2 separate regions of the Mus musculus genome follow, and region 1 is linked to region 2. The links are chromatin contacts, called in public promoter capture Hi-C maps. All regions are on one chromosome and are shown on one strand. The core of a region is the stretch at or near the end of the contact, and the rest is flanking DNA. Distances in the headings are between cores, read along the strand shown. Region 1 overlaps Foxp2 (forkhead box P2). Region 2 holds the start of Foxp2 (forkhead box P2).

Region 1 (4,625 bases), core at 1,445-3,944, 500 kb before region 2:
TAATTAATCTTTGGAATGCTCACAGGTGAAAGAACACTACCCATTCCGGCTTTTGCAAAGCACAATGCTTCTGGTGCTGCGTCTCTCCATCTTGGCACCTGTGTGGGCAAGTTCAAGAATACTTGTCTGCTAACTGGAATGCTGCACTCCAAACCTTTTGGCTTTAGCTCTGAAAGTCAATACATCTATATTCAAGCTGACTTTGGTGCAATTGAATGGTAATTAATTCTGCAGTCAAACTACACTAAAGTTTTGTCAGATGTGATTACACTCTGACACTTAAAAGACAGTAATGAAGAAGCAGGACTAAGTGCTTCTGATCTGCTGAGAGCTGCAATTGTTGGTCAGAAAAAAAATGGTTAAATTCTGTCAACTCTCACTTTTCTGTAAAGTTGTCAAACTTCTCCTGAAGAATGTTACCTTGGACTTTGTTTTCTCCTATTATTGTCAGAATTTGTTTTAATTTTCATTTTTATTCAATATAAAAATATACCCCACTTGTTAATTAATGTGGAGATAAAAATTATACTCCTGAGAATGGTAACATGGTACCTGGAAGACTAAAAATGTATATGATGCTGAGTCAACTTTTTCTTGAATAAATGAAGTACTTCATTAATAAAATATTTTATTTCTTTTCAAATTTCTCACATATCTTTAAGAAAAAGATAATACTGATTCAAGAAATATGTCATATTAATTTTTCATTTCAGTGGAGTATATTGGCATTAAGTAGGAACAGAATTTATCTCAGGTCTTTGAATTAGAAATTTTAAAACATATGCTACTAAAAAGGGGTAGAAGGAGGACCATACAGTCTACTGTCAGTAGTCTTATCATCAGTATAAAGTGAATAGATAGATAGTCTTTGAAACCAGGGTTGATACTTGATTGAAGTGAAATGCTTTTAAAATTGTGATTTCTCCAATTAAAAACAAACAAACAAACAAAAAAACAAAACAAAACAAACACCAGTATGAATATGAGAAAAGATTATGGAGAATAAAATGAGAGAGTTCTTATTCATTCACGTATTTTTGATTCAAATTATCTGACGTGTGAAAAATCATCTTCATATGTCTTAAAGAAACCATACTAAAGGAGAGAAACACAGTTTCCCTCAGAAAATGAGTCAGATTTTACTTATAAAATATTTTAGAGAAAGAGAATAACTACTAAGCAGGTAGTTTTATAAATTCAGTTATTCCTAGGACATAGAATCAGTCATCCTAGACAGATGCTCACTGACAGAAAATATACCATAATGATAGAGGTAAAAATTATGGAATTATTGCTAAAATAATTTATATTTCTGGATTTTTTAAAGCCCTTTTTTGGCAGTAGAAACTTTAGCAAAGCAACCTAACATCTTTTAAATGCCCTTTTTATGGGAATAATATAATAAATTTCACACCCAGAAAAATGGCAGCTCACAGTTGGTTTGGTGTAACAGATATGTAAATTTTCGTTTAAGTCCATTTCTAAAAAGCCATTGTTATCTGTGAAGCAAATTTTCTCTTAATTGGTCTGAAATTATATATAAAAATCTTCACGAAGTCTTCCTGTAATCATTTATAAAGGTATTATGATACCAAGTGCTTGCCTCGTTGTTAGGGTACTTCGGCTCTGTACTCTGCAGTCGGTCTGCCATTTGTAAACACATCTTTTTGATGTTTCTGCCAACATCCTGGCAACAAAGCAGTGCAATTTCAAATGAGCTAATTAACTTAATTGTTGATGAAGCATGAAACAGTTCATTCACCCTGTTAGCTGCACCATGACAACACAAGAGGCTGAGGCTGCGAAGACACTCATCTTCATAAACCTATCTGCAGCTCCCTGTTCAGATCTTCCCTGTACCAATAACTGTGAGCAGAAAATTGTCCATGAAAAGGGAATGTTCTCATCTGCAGGGGAACCCCTCAAAGAGCCTTGAAACTAAAATATTGTAGGGATGCACAGGATTTAATTTCATACTGCAGAAATTATAAAATCTACTTTCCAAATACATCACCATAGATGGCAAAGGTAACAATGTGAGCAAAATGTGACTGTAGCATCAAATGTCCGACATCACTGATCTTCATTTTTGATCCTGGATATTAAATGCCATTACTGGAAGTAAATATACAGAATCTGCCCCTTTAGAGATACCTACAACCTATGTCTATTTTATTTCATTTAGAGAAATTGTATGCTTATTCAAATATTATATGAAATTTTTATTAAAAATTTCAATTTCAAAAGAAAAATTTCTACTTCCAGAGAATGCTCTTTTACAAACCTGTTTCATAGTGATTAAAATCACCTTCATGGCAGGCTCATATTCCACTGGTTTGAAGCCTTCCAAATAATTTTGAAAATATTTTCATAAAAAGATGTATATGACCTATGAACATTTTTAGCCTTGTTTTTCCAGTCCACTTGTTGAAACAAACTCAAAACTCAGTGTGCTCTAAGATGGACCATCTTTTCACTTCTCTTTCAGTTACTGTTTATTTTACAGCAGTGTGCTAAAATTCCCATGTAATCTGTTTCCCCTTCCCCAAGACTAGTTAAAACCTACTTCAAAAACTGTCCAAAATCTTCACATATGCTTTCACAGCCTGGCCACTTGCAGACTCCATGGCCATAGAGAGTGTGCGAGGCCCCAGTCTCCTCATGTGATGAGCTGTAGCAAGAGAACACAACGTCAGATTCATCTCAGAAAGCCATAATCGTTGCAGGCTGCTAGCGCCTGTCAGGTTACGATCAGTGACAAACAGGTCAAAACAGGTCAATTCAGCCCAGTGCAGTCAGAGAAATTTAATCGTTCTATTGAATAGTTCAACTGCCAAGGCTAGATGATGTTCCAATTAGTGGAGAAATAGAGCCAAAGATGACTGTTAATAAAGGATGAAAGACTAAGAGGACTCTATAATATCATATGCTAATCCTGCCATATGACCTGACAGTAACATTTTAACTCTAAATAAAATATATGTATATGCAGTCTTATGTTGTAGAGTAGGAAAATTTTATTTTAATGAACGCTATATGGAAATCATCATCATAGTTTTGAAATATGCCTTTAGAACACAGTATGAACAGTAGGATCATTTAAACTAATACTCATGTGCAAACCATATGTATACATACATACAAATATTCCTAGTAGCTACAGTTGATTTGAAAAATCCTGCTCTGCAACAGTGTTTGCTAGCAATATCCTTACATAATTATGGTAGGCCTTTAATAAGTGGGTATTATATCAGATAGAGAGATATGAAAACTAACATATTTCTGAAATATGTAATCATCAAATTAATCTCAATTAAAACAACAGCATGAAAGCACTCAGAAGCTTAGCACTCTGTAATAAAAATGAAGATGAAAATCCACATGTGCTCAGATAAAGGCCAGGAACATTGCCATACTTTGGTCTTCTATTTTAAACAGTGCTATAACTACTTTTATGTTTCTTTGAAAAGAATATGCCAACGTATTTGGCCCAGCTAGGCAAATATGTTATTACATGACAATAGCACCAATCTACTACATGTTCCTTTGGGTACAGAGTAGTTTGTGTATATAAGTCATTTCATTATAAAATTCGATACTTAATCTTCAGATTTTAAAAACAACTTTTCTTTTTTAGAAATTATTGGATTATACACTTTATGTAAATATTTGACAAGATCTGACTTGGAAGTGATGTGCCTAAGCAAGTGGAATTAAGTTATAAAATATAGCTGGATGTTTCTTATGGAAGCACAGTTTAAAAAAGAAGACAGAACTATAAGCAGAAACACTATGGTGGGAAGTTATCTCACACAATGTAATATTGGCAACAAAAGACAATGACTTTCCTGTATACATTCCCAGTTAGATTTATTTTAGAAACTATCAAAGTGAATTCATTTTGATATATTCACTAATCCACCTCAAACAAAAACACTTTCAAATTTCAGATAATTAAAAATGTAGCTGGGCGTGGTGGCACACGCCTTTAATCCTAGCACTCAGGAGGCAGAGGCAGGTGGATTTCTGAGTTCGAGGCCAGCCTGGTCTACAAAGTGAGTTCCAGGACAGCCAGGGAAATACAGAGAAACCTGTCTCGAAAAACCAAAAAAAAAAAAAAAGTGTGTATTATACACGTTTTTTCTTTAGTTCACATTTTAAGTGTATCCTTAGAAGTTAGAAAGTAGTTGAACATTATGTAATCAAGAATATAGATGACCAGAGTTTCCTTTTGTATTGTTGTGGCATGATGGGGTTAGTGAATGTTCTCATAACTGGAGTTAATTCATAATATATTATTTATCAATTTATGTCAATATAATCATTCCTTGTACATTCATGGAAAACTTAATTTCTTTAGGCATGCTCTCTATTCATATCCAGTATACTGGTGGCGTTTTTGACATCATTTTATAGCTTAAAAGAATAAAAAGGTCAACAAAAATGATTTCTCTTTCAGTTGCTCTCCATACAGTTTTGTCCCTGTTCATTTCCAGTTTGTCAACTGTGGAGATAAAATAAGGGTGTAAGCAGAGAGCGCAGCGCAGGAGGCTCACCTGTCCCGCCTTGCATTCAGAACTGAAGACTGTCCGTTCACTATGGAATGATGTGTGATGGGTGGTGAT
Region 2 (4,766 bases), core at 2,047-4,546:
AAACTGTATATAGTTATTATATCCTTGCACAATTTCCTTTTAATTACTTGATTTGTTGCAATAGACAAAGGCTACATTTTAACCATCTATGTATAAAATGAATTTGTTGTATTCATATTTAAACTGAATGTCAAAAATCATTCTGTAATACATTCTACTTTTGGATATCTGAAAATGAACTTCAGGTCTATCTATCCTTTTCGACTGTGTGTCTTCAGCCACTAACCCAGACAGAGCTACCTTCAGGCTTCTCTTCTCCTTAAAAGCCAGCAACTTGATTACAGTTAAGAATTCTTTCACTTAATTTTGGGTAACAATTATGCCCAGGACTGTTTTAAGGAAGTGTTGAGCTGAACAAACTTCTGAACCTGATTAACTGAAGGAATAGAGGGATGGAATGAGGGATGCAAGAAAGAAAGGAAGGAGGAAAAAGAAGTAAAACTCTAATGCAGACATAAAATATTATGGCCCCAACGATCCCAGTGCCTATAACTATATTCACTCTATTAATGGAGATACAAATAAATCAAAACTGTAAATTGTGTTTAACAGCATTAAACAAACACTACATTTAAAAATTCCAGCACACTGAGAATATCCTTAGTCATAATTCATAGTGACAGAAAAGATAAACAGGGCTCTTCACAGCATTAAACATTGCCCGAGGTATGTCACACTGCGACTTTGGGATGCAGCTATCTGAAAGCCCATCTCCCCTTCAGTTTCTACCTCAAATGCAGGCACTGGTTTCTCAGTCTTCTCTCCACTGCTGCCTAAGCCAAACTCTTGGGAGCTAGGACACCATGCAAAGATGTGCCTTCCAGTCAAACTTGTTTTCCAAAGTAAATCTCTGCAAATACTTCCAGTTGGAAAATGTCCAGTTCTGCTACTTGACACCAGGGAATCACCTCCTCCCTTGGGGCTTACCTGCAACTAAGTAAGTCTACTTCCATGTTCCTCGTGGGTATGTTGGGAGTATTTTAAGGGCTTCTTGAATCTGTGACTGCAAAGATGCATACCTCATACAGTACCGGGAGTCTTTCACACACTTAATTCCTCCCCTAAGCCCCTGAGTAGAACTCACCCAGGCTACTTCATGCACCTCACATCCCAAGACCTGTCCACCTGGAAGCAAGGAGCAGTCTAGGAATGAGCCCAGAGATCAAGGAGCTGAGTGGATTTCAACATGTGGTGAGAAGAAAGGTGGGGGAGGGATTCAAATCTTGCAGCTAGCAGCTGTCCACTTAGTGGTTTAAATCTGTTGGTTAAAGAGCTGAATAAACAAATACACAGATGGGTCTAGTTCCCTTGGGGGGAATCCCGATTGTGAGGACCGCCCCCCCCCCCCAAGTCCTGGACAGTTTGGCCTCTGGACTCTACCCTGCGCAAAATGCAAATGCAAAATGATTTCACTTTCAAAGGACCGAAAGCCTTCACACATCTGTGTCTTGAATGTTTTTTCTAATAATAAAAGCATGGCCCTTTGCTTTCCAGGTCCCGGGACACTTACCTATGAGTTTTTAGGGACTAAAGTTAGGAAGGCAACTTTTTTTCCTGTCCAAGCACTAGTTGGGTGCGGGCCCTCGTTAAGATGGAGATTCAGGGCACTTCTGGCCTGAGGGTAGGGAGAGGTGCACCTACAGTGCCTGTGATCACCTGGAGAGTCTAGCCAGCACCTACAGTCACAAATGCCTCTCCAAGAGCATGTAGTGGAGGCTGGAGTTGATCTTCCCTCACTCGCAGCACTGATCCCAGCCACTTAAGACTCATGGGTTTGAAAGAAAGAAAGAAAGAAAGAAAGAAAGAAAGAAAGAAAGAAAGAAAGAAAGAGAGAGAGAGATAAGAAAAAAGGAAGGAAGAGAGGAAGGAAGGAAGGAAGAAAGGAGAGAAGGAAGGAAGAAAAAAGGAAGGAAGGAAGGAAGGAAGGAAGGAAGGAAGGAGAGAAGGAAGGAAGGAGAAAGAAAAAAAAAGGCTAGGGAGAAACCCTTTCTCACCAAGGTGTCTGTGCCCCTCCCACATGCCCTCTCCCAGGGGCTGCAAGCTGTGACACCCACACACAGAACAAGGAGCACTTCCCAAAGTGGAAGGAAAGTAAAACCAGGACGGATCCATTGGGAAGCCGCAGGCCTTGCTGGCTAGCAGACAAGTGGAAGAGAGTGATCAGGAGTGGCCCGAGAAATGCATGGTTATCTCAGGAGTCACTAGGGGCCAGGAGTTTCTTAACTAGAGAGAAAAGAAGTGTCCCCTTGATGCCTCTCTGGTTCCTGGATAAGTACTTCTGAGATGAAAGCAGAAGTGCTGAAGACCCAAGAAACGCGCACTTGCCCGCTTTAGTAAATAAAGGTCAGCAGTCTCATCAATAAAGTGTGCGCTTCTAACCACCACATGTTTCTACTGCTGTCTCTCTTCCCTAGAGGGAGTGGGAGGGAAGAGGGAAAGACAACAAACATTTTTTTATAAGAGTAAACAAACGCATCTGGTGTTTCGACACATTTCTTCCTCCAGCATCTCTGGACGATACAACAATCTGCATATTCAAAACGAAAATAAATAAATAAATGAATAAATAAATAAATAATTCATCCCGGAGCCCACAGAGAAATCTCATTTTCCTGCACACCCCTTTCCCCATCACACAGCAAAATGCAAAGAAACAACAAGTGGCGATGTTGGGTCTCGACGCAAATGCGACCCCTGCCCTATGTGGAAATCTGACACATGTCACCCTGGCCCCGCAGCGCGGAGCAGCAGGCTCTGGGGCGAAACTTTGCTGCGCGACCGGATCAGCGTGGAGCAAAGTCGCAGTCTGGCCGCGCGTGGCTGTGCTTGGGACAGGGTGGGGTGCGGAGTGCAGAGCGTCTGAGTGAGGGCGAAGAAACTTACCGCGATCGGGGACCCCGAGGGCAGCGTCCCAGGAGGTGGCACCCGCTGTGCACCCAGGCAGAAGCCCCGGAACAACACACCCACGCTCGAGTCCCGGCAGCCGCGGCCGCGAGTTCGGGGACACCAGGGGAGGGGGGACCCGAGGAAGCTGCGGCGGGAAGTCGCGGCCGCGGCATAAATGCCCTGGGCGGGCACTGACGGATGAACTGCTGGTGGCGCCGGGCTCCGGCCGGGACGAAGCTGCGGCCGGGGAGCTGCACGCGCCGGCGTGTCTCGCGCTTTCTCGGAGGCTCGCGCTGTCTCGCGCTGGCAGCTCCCCCCACAACCCGGATCTCTGTATGTATGTGTGTGTTGGTGTGTGTGTGTGTCTGTGTGTATGTGTGTGCGCGCGCGCTTGTATGTGTGTGTGTGTGTGTGCGTATGTGAGTGTATGTGTGCGTGCACCGGCGGGCGCGCGCACCCGGGCGCGCGCGCGAGTTGTTGGCGATGCAAACTATGCACACACTGAGAGCAGAGCAGCTTCTCCTATGAGGGGCGGGCAGGGGGAAGGGACCTCCTAGAACACTCTTAAGTACTGTTGGGGCACTTGTTTTGTCTTACTTTGCTAAGTTGGGGTTGTTGTTGTTGTTGATGATGATTATGATGATGATTTTTTTAAAGTGGTTTGAACTCCATCAATCTCTTCATGCCCCCCCCCCAACTTTTTCCAGAGATGGGAGAAATCGCGGGCCAGAATGTTGCTGGGCTTTGCGGTGGAGCCTCCTGGATGACGTCAGGTCCACCTGCTATGTAAACAACTTGCTAGAGAACTTGTTTGTTCTGCCCCGTTTCCCCCACCCCCACCCTTCTCCCCACCTCCAGCTCCGCCTCCTCCTGCCGCCCCAGACGGCGAGTCGGGGATGGGGGTGGGGAGGGAGGCGAGAACAAAACCGTATGCTGTATTGGCACAGCCGAGTTGTGTCTGCTGCTTCTTGGCAGTCCCCAAAGTACGTCCTCTCAGCAGACGGAGCTGCTGGCAAATGAAACAGGGGATTCCACGTGAAGTGCAGAAAACCTAGAAGGGATCCGAAGCCTTTGGTGGCAGGTAGTTAAAGCACAGAGTGTCACAGAGGGAGCCCGCGCCAACACAGCCACGCTGATTGGCCTTTCTCTCCTGTGTGTGCGCCTCTGCGGCCTGGATGGAGAGGCAGAACCTTTCTCACTCTTGGTTGTCGTGGCTCCTGTCTCACTTGGGGCCAGTACTGCTAGGGCTTCCATGTAGTCGCGCAGCCCAGGTCACCGAAGCGGGACTTGGAAAAAGAGATGGCACCACCAAGGTGTAATTTTGTTTTTAAAGTATGAGGCTTTGGGGACTGACTGGATCAATGACTAGGGAGAAAAAAATAACAGGAATGAAAGAAAAGTAGAAATTGCCAGAACCCGCTCGCAGTGCACTTCAAAGCTGTGTCCCCGGTGTTGGGGGATGCTCCGGCTCGGTTTCTGCCACCAGGTCCCTCCTCCACTGTGCGTGGTGCGACCTAGCTGGCTGGTCTGAGCAGGACCAAGAAAGAGATGACAGAGAAAGGGCCGGAGGAGATCAAGGCGGGCCCTGAAGGGTCTTGTGACTTGAATCTGGGAGGGTGTTTCTAAGATGCCCCTCTCCACCCTAGCTTGGGAAGGAAGTTCCTTCCTGCGGTTCTCCCGCCAGCCCCTCCCGGGCCACTGGCCCCCTAACCCTTAGCCGTCGGCGTTCAATACGCGCCGCCGCGGGAGCTTGCAGCCTAGCTGCTGAATCTGTCACGCAGCGATTCCACCGGCGCAGAAACTTTCCACTAAATAGCTATAGCCAAGAAGCCGGGGATGGGGGTTGGGGGGGACACGGAGTTGGGCTAGGCTGCCTTCTA

Evidence for each region. Promoter capture Hi-C pulls out the DNA fragments that hold promoters and counts their contacts.
Region 1: a promoter capture Hi-C map of second pharyngeal arch cranial neural crest shows a contact between it and region 2, with 2.5 times the contacts expected there. The contact joins the enhancer-like site here to the promoter of Foxp2 in region 2. A contact is called at or near these places in 7 of 39 promoter capture datasets (cranial neural crest, frontonasal cranial neural crest, hippocampal neurons and 3 more), 9 of 484 Hi-C or Micro-C datasets (cortical neurons, cranial neural crest, cumulus cells and 6 more), 9 of 115 datasets of contacts at active chromatin or transcription factors (bone marrow-derived macrophages, craniofacial prominence, embryonic forebrain and 6 more) and 3 of 9 other capture datasets (adipose tissue, embryonic tail and pancreatic islet).

Annotation. Positions count from the first base shown.
Region 1 is chr6:15,394,785-15,399,409 of GRCm38.p6, reverse strand. Foxp2 (forkhead box P2) reads right to left here. Exons shown (of 19, transcript NM_053242.4): 9 at 4,557-4,625; 10 at 2,567-2,671. Among named protein-coding and RNA genes, the nearest start is that of Gm36352, 240 kb to the left of the region's middle. Within about 2 kb of position 2,694, at least 9 of the 459 cell types and tissues checked have an H3K27ac peak or open chromatin away from gene starts, as enhancers often do. A contact at or near this core is called in second pharyngeal arch cranial neural crest, where this site is marked.
Region 2 is chr6:14,899,879-14,904,644 of GRCm38.p6, reverse strand. It overlaps Foxp2 (forkhead box P2), which reads right to left and starts at 3,296. Exons shown (of 19, transcript NM_053242.4): 1 at 2,884-3,296.